Regions from separate parts of the Mus musculus genome. Here region 2 is linked to region 1. A link is a contact called in public HiChIP or PLAC-seq data. All regions are on one chromosome and are shown on one strand. Each heading gives the region's core, a stretch centred on a gene start, on an enhancer-like site or on the middle of the called end of the contact. The rest is flanking DNA. Distances are from core to core; before and after follow the strand shown. Region 1 overlaps Tspan9 (tetraspanin 9). Region 2 overlaps Tulp3 (tubby-like protein 3).

Region 1 (3,232 bases), core at 544-3,043:
GCCTCTCACCATTTCCTCCAGGGCTCCAGATACTTCAGGAGCTGGGATGCTGAACGCCTCACCTTCTGCCTGTTTGTCTAGCTTGTAGGAGGCCAGGTCACAGCCGTGGTCTTGGGTTCTAGCCCTCCCCAGATGGTATGGGGTAGACAGATCCCAGGAGCAGAGAGGCAGCTGGTGGCATGGCTGTCCCTTCCCAGAAGCCACCAGGCAGTGTGTGCTTTGGGAGGAGTGCTGGCAAGTCCCTCTCACCGCTGCACCCGACCCTGTGCCGCAGGCAGACAGTCAACATCGGTGGCAGTGGGGCCCTCCAGATGGTGAGCCCCCCAGCAGCCCCCTGAAGGGGACCATGTGGCTGATAGTCTCTTTAGTCACACTTTGAAAGCCAAATGATGAGAAAGGACCAGCAGGAGCCAGGTCCCACGGACGCCAACAGCGCAGAAGGCAAGCATGTGGTCCACTAGATTTGTACCACCAGGACCTTCTTCCCGCCAGTTGGGAGCCCTAAGGGTCTTCCTTTCCAGGGCTCTGTTCCTCATTCCTTTGGAGGGCTGTGAGCCCAGCCTGGCCTCGCAGCAGGAAGCCCTGAGCTCCAGTGACACCAAACACTCATTTCTACTCTGCACCTCGGTTCCTCCATTCTGGGTATCCCTGACTTCTAGAGGCCACACTGCTCTTAGAAGAAGCCATAGGATGTTCATGCTGTAGAGTAATTTCTGTATAGACGCTAAGAGATCCTGAGATGAAGAGATGAAGACACTGCCAGCGTCCTTAGGTACCACTCCACTCCCCTCCATCCCCAGGAGGTCCTATGCCTTTGTTTCCTGCTGGCAGCGCCTGGTTCTGGAACTCTTCAACACTCTGATTGGGCCATCCTTGAGCTGCCAGGCAGGCAAGCAAGCAAGCAAGCACGCAAGCAGACGCCTGGACCAAAGCACATTTCTTGCACCTGCCAGTTTGGTAGAGTGATCTGGAAGATGCCAGGCTCATTTCTGCCTCTCAGGGCTTGGCCAAGGGAGGTGCAGAGGCCAGGGAGGATGTCCTTAGAGCAGTTCCTGGGCCTCCATCCTCAAAGTAGAAAGGGAGCATTGACTTCTGCCACAGGAGAGAAATAGTTTTCAGTTTTCTTTTTCTCAAAGCATTTGCGTGTTCCAGCAGTGGAGCAAGGGACATTGGGTCCCAGCCTAGCTGAGGTGGAGGGACGTGGAGAAAGGTGGGGTATGATGTATCCTCAACTTGCCACACGAGCTCAGAACACCTCCCTGGGCCATGGTGACCTGTAAATTGAGCAGGGTGGGAAAGGGCCATCTGCTGGTTCTCCCATGATGGGTGTGTCCACGCTCCCTTCATAGAGCCTGTGCCATCAGCATGGTGACAAGCCTCTTGCCTTCATGAAAAGCCGGCTTGCCCTTTGCTTGTGTTCAGATGGTGTTGGCTGGCTTCGTGAGAAGCCTGAGGTTATATTTTGAGATCCGCTAGGCAGGGTTGTGTGGTTCTTCTCGTTGTCCGTGGTTGTGCACACTTTGATCCAGTCCCCCACCACAGTAGAGTCGCCCCGTGGCTCACGTCTACAGCTTTCTTGAGGGTGTCTGGTGTGTTTCCTGTATGAAATGATTTCCTGTTCCTGTCAGAGCACCCAGAACTGAGAACCTCTGACCTTCTCTCTGTCAGCCATGTGCTGTGCATCCAAGATTGTCCCGCTGGTTAGAGAAGCCAGGAGCTCTGTCTCATCCCTGCTCTGTCACCCAGGCCAGCTTGCTCATGCTGAGGCCAGCTTGTTGGCAGTCAAATACACTGTCTTAAGAGGGTGGATCAAGGACCATATCTGTGACTCAGAGCCTTTCCTGGTGCCATGACATAGCCCTTGAGGTATGTGAAGCTGGGCTCTTAGCCTTCCGTGCCTGCTGTAACCTTCCAGGTCTGGGGAATACCCAGGTTGATAACAGTGCATGTTAGGCTGCCCAGGAGAAGGGGCCTGGGCCTGGGAGTAGCGTTGGGGAGAAAGCAGGAGAAAGCTGTTCACACCTGAACTTTTCTCTTCTCTCCTTCCCCCTCCTACGTCTGGGCTTTGGGGGTCATCTTAGATCTAGGTGCAGAACTAGTACATACCTGTGCCTGGGCTAACTTCCAGAGCCCAGGGGGTAGAGATGAGAAAAAAAATGTTCTGTGTGAGGGTCCCTGGTTGTAAGAAAGAGGAGGGGACAGGCTGGTTGTGAGTAACTGATCTTGAATGATGGACAGGCTCGAGATAAAGGAAAGGATGTTGGTTCTTTCTTTGCTTTATTCTTTTCTTCTTAGGGATTTTTTGAGACAAGGTCTCAGTACGTAGCCCAAACTTGACTTGAATTCAATTCCCTTCTGCCTCAGTTTTCTAAGTGCTGGGATCATAGGTGTGTACCACCACGCCAGCAGGAAGTCGGTGCTTAAAAAAATAAAAGTTCACATCTGAATATAAATCTAATGTGTAAGGAAGAACTGAGGGGGATAAATCAGTGGACATTAAAATCCTCCTCTCCACCCCCCCCCCCGCCACCCCCAATTCTGTTCTCCTGAGCGAGCCGCTGCTCACTTGTTGGTGTTAATAGAGATGTGAAGGAGATTCTTCAGTTACAAAGGACACTAGCTTAAAAGATGGGGACCCCGGGCAGTGATTTTTCATATACCCCAGGAGTCCTGGGTCAGTCAGCACCACACATAGTCTCAGAGTACAGAGGTGGGTGAGCCGGGGAACCAATGGTAGAATACAGAAATGCAGAGTAAGAGGTGGCTGGGGCCAGAGCAGCTCCTGTCCAGAAAGAGAGCCCTGGGCTTTCCTTAGACCCCCTAATGGCAGGGCCCCCTGCTTAGCTAACACGTTGATTTGCTCTGGTCTCTGGGCAAGAGAAGTTAAGTCATTTCTTGCCTCATAGGTTTTATCGCTTGGTCCCTGTTCTGTCCTCTGGGCTTCATGGAGGATGCACAGCCTCCGCAAACTGCTGCCTCGTTCACACACCTAAAACCCACCCACAAGGCTGATGGATCAGTAAGTGTAGTCCTTGCCACACAAGCCTGAGACCCTGAGCCGTGCTGCCCAGCACTCATGTGCAAAGTACAGTGAGACACTTTGTGGTTTTGACCCAAGCACCAAGAGTCTGGGACAGGACCAGCCAGCCTAGCCAGATCAGTGACCTCCAGCTTCCGAGTGACCCTGCTTCAGAAAATAAAGTGGGGTGCAATCGAGAAAGATGTGCAAGAT
Region 2 (3,232 bases), core at 312-2,811, 350 kb before region 1:
GTGTGTGTGTGTGTGTGTGTGTGTGTGTGTGTGTGGTCTGTCTGTCTGTCTGTTTTATAGAGGGAGCACATGCCAGTTGGTGATTGATCTTTTTAAAGATTCATTTACTTTTGTTGTGTGTATGAGTGTTTTGCTTACATGTATGTCTGTGCACCACGTTTGTGCCTGATGCGCCTGGAGGCCAGAAGAGGACATCAGATCTCCTGGAACTGGTGTTGCAGGTGGTTAGGAGCTGCCACATGGGCACTGGAAACTACTGTCTGACCCCTAGTATACACCCTGGCATGCATGCCCAAATATACATACATACAAAATGTAGTACCATTCAGAAATTAAAAATAATATTGTGCCATGTGTTTAGCGTCCTGGCGAGGACCCTGGGAGAAGCAAGCCTGACTCTCCTGCATGCTGAGGGACAGACAGCATGACTGCAGAAGGAGACTGATTTGGCTGTGGCTAGGGAAGGCACATCCGGTGTTTAATTAATATGCTGCTTTTGTCTTTTCTCTTTTATCCATGAGTTTAGTTGCTGTTTTGTTTTCCCCCATCAGTAAGAAGACAATTCACAAGGAAGTATGTGGTGTCTAGTCCTAACTGGAGGCTGCAGGAAGCAGACATGGCTATTTATACTGGCCTGCTGTTGGATGTTTGCATCTCTATGTCAACTCCACATGAACCTTACATGAGACCCTGCTTCAGTTGCCACCTCTTTGCCTCTTTGTAGGCTTCTTTAGTTCAGCTGCAGGATTCCGTGTCCCAGTATTGGAGACCTGACAGGCCTTTTGTGTTTGACATTTTGTTGTCTCACTTCCTTTAGCAAGGTGTGACATTCAGAAAGTTGTTGATAACGGAAAGAATTACAGAAGAAACAAAGACCAGGGCTGTGTCTGAAGAGGAATTTCTCCTCTGCTGGCTCTATCCCCCTTGTCTTCCATCCACTTCCACCGCTGTGTCTATCCCTGCTTCCTGGGTGAAGGAACACCATGACCAACCAAGGCAGCTCTTAGAAAGAACAACATTTAATTGGGGCTGGCTTGTAGCTCCAGAGGTTCGGTCCATTATCATCATGGCAGAAAGCACGGCAGCATCCAGGCGGGCATAGCTCTGGAGAAGCTGAGAGTTCTATATCTTGTTCTGAAGGCAAACAGAAGATGTCTTCCGATCAACTAGGAGGAGGGTCTCTGGAAGCCCACCCCCACAGTGACATACTTCCTCCAACAAGGCCACACCTTCCAACAGTGCCACCTCATTGGCGGAGCATATTCAAACCACCACAGAAGTCAGACTCCCACCAATGGGATGAGGCATAGTCTCTATAACTGCATGAGAAATAAAAGACAGAGGCCGGTGATCTTGGCCTGGTGTGCTTGCTAGCTGGTGCACACGCCCTTTGCGTTGTGTGTGTGTTTATGCAACACCAAAATTATGCTTTCTGACAGTCTCATCTACATGTCCTGTCAGGTCACCCACCGTCAGATTTACAGACGTTAGTCATAAACATAAGTTAGTGAAACCAGCCATGTGTTGTTTAATAAGTTATTCTTTTTTAAACTTGTCCTGTAGGACCTCACATAATGTATGACAGAATTCCTTGGCAATGTGAGTGGGGTATAGGAGGTTACCACATAACAGAATCTGAGTCAGTTGTTGGAAATATGCAAAGCATTTGATGCATTAATTTGAAAAGCATATGGAAATTTTCAGAAGTTAAGAAGGAATTATTAGGAAAATTTAAAGAGTTGTGTCTGGACGGAATCCAGAGGCAGGGTCCAGAGCTGCACTGGCATGGGCTGTTGGGCATAAAAAGTTTATTATCGCCGGGTAGTGCTGCTGCCAGCCTTTGATCCCAGCACTTGGGAGGCAGAGGCAGCAGATCTCTGTGTGTTCAAGGCTAGCCTGGTCTACAGAGCAAGTTCTACTACAGCCAGGGCTACATAGAGAAACTGTCTTGAAAACAAAAATGTTCATTATCATTGTTATTAATACCGTGGGTAGACAGAAAGACAACGGCTAGCCAGAGGCTCTGAGGAGGACATTCGGGCCCAAGCAGCAGAGATGGGGCCTTGTCTTAGAGATTTCAGAGGAGCCTGCTCTGGGGCTGCTATCTCTGATTCTCCAGCAGGCTGCAGGAAAAGAATGTATCATTGTACTCTAGTTCTCTGATATGTCTGATTGTTCAGTCTGCCCATGCAAGGCGCTCACTTGGGGGAGTAAGAAACCAAGTACCCCGGGGCTGGTGAGATGGCTCAGTGGGTAAGAGCACAGACTGCTCTTCCAAAGGTCCTGAGTTCAAATCCCAGCAACCACATGGTGGCTCACAACCTTCTGTTGCAAGATCTGACTCCCTCTTCTGGAGTGTCTGAAGACAACTACAGTGTACTTACATATAATAAATAAATAAATCTTAAAAAAAAAAAAAGAAAGAAAGAAACCAAGTACCCGGGAATCCGTTTGCTAGAAATTCAGGTAGCTGGCTGAGAAGATGCTCGCCAGCTTCTGTCTGACCGGGGAGGGTGGACGACTGCTGCAGGTATTCCGTCCCGAGCAGCATCCTGGTCTGGATGCTGAAGCCTGGAGAGATGGCTCAGGGGCTAAGAGTGCTTGCTGCTCAAGCATGGGGACCTGGGTTCAAATCCCCTGGCACACACATACAAGTCTGCAAGTGGCCATGCATATGCCTGCATCTGGAATGCCATATGGAAAGGAGTCAGGAAAATTGCTGGAGGTTGCTGGATGCCACCATAGTTGCAAAGTTCAGTAGAAGACTGTGACTCAAGGAATAAGGCAGGAGAGTCATAGAACAGCACACTCAGTTTTGGAGTCGGAATAGTCCTCTGAGGGGGGAGTGAGGGTGATTATAGGAAAGATAGAAAAAAAGATGCAAGAGACCGACATCGGAGGTCTGCAGGTCATTACCACGCCAGCCCCGAGTGTATTTCTCAATCTGCTGGTATCAGTTATTTGCAGGGTGACTTGGTATTCTTGGTTACTACGGAAGTGCAAAGTAATAGTCCCTGTTAGTGCGTATTTTAGGTTAGTAGTTGAGAGTACAGAGCAGGACCAGAATGCCCGTCTCTTATACCCCGCATTTGCTGCTTAATGATTGTAGAACTACGCGGCCTCACTCAGAGGCGTCTCAATGTCCTCAGAGAGCGCGGACTAAACTGGATCCCCGAGATCCGATATCAAAATCACAGACGAGGGAGTCTGATTGCTCAGGTCAGGTCAGGTA

The links. HiChIP or PLAC-seq counts read pairs in DNA pulled down with a chosen protein or histone mark.
Region 2: a CTCF HiChIP or PLAC-seq map of the NIH/3T3 cell line shows a contact between it and region 1, with 5 read pairs. The contact joins two enhancer-like sites. A contact is called at or near these places in 1 of 39 promoter capture datasets (cranial neural crest), 1 of 15 datasets of contacts at CTCF or cohesin (the NIH/3T3 cell line) and 1 of 115 datasets of contacts at active chromatin or transcription factors (pancreatic cancer cells).

What each region holds. Positions count from the first base shown.
Region 1 is chr6:127,990,307-127,993,538 of GRCm38.p6, reverse strand. All of the region lies in intron 1 of Tspan9 (tetraspanin 9), which reads left to right. Among named protein-coding and RNA genes, the nearest start is that of Tspan9, 43 kb to the left of the region's middle. Within about 2 kb of position 1,793, at least 117 of the 459 cell types and tissues checked have an H3K27ac peak or open chromatin away from gene starts, as enhancers often do. A contact at or near this core is called in the NIH/3T3 cell line, where this site is marked.
Region 2 is chr6:128,340,525-128,343,756 of GRCm38.p6, reverse strand. The region is part of intron 1 of Tulp3 (tubby-like protein 3); the gene reads left to right. Among named protein-coding and RNA genes, the nearest start is that of Tulp3, 14 kb to the left of the region's middle. Within about 2 kb of position 1,561, at least 10 of the 459 cell types and tissues checked have an H3K27ac peak or open chromatin away from gene starts, as enhancers often do. A contact at or near this core is called in the NIH/3T3 cell line, where this site is marked.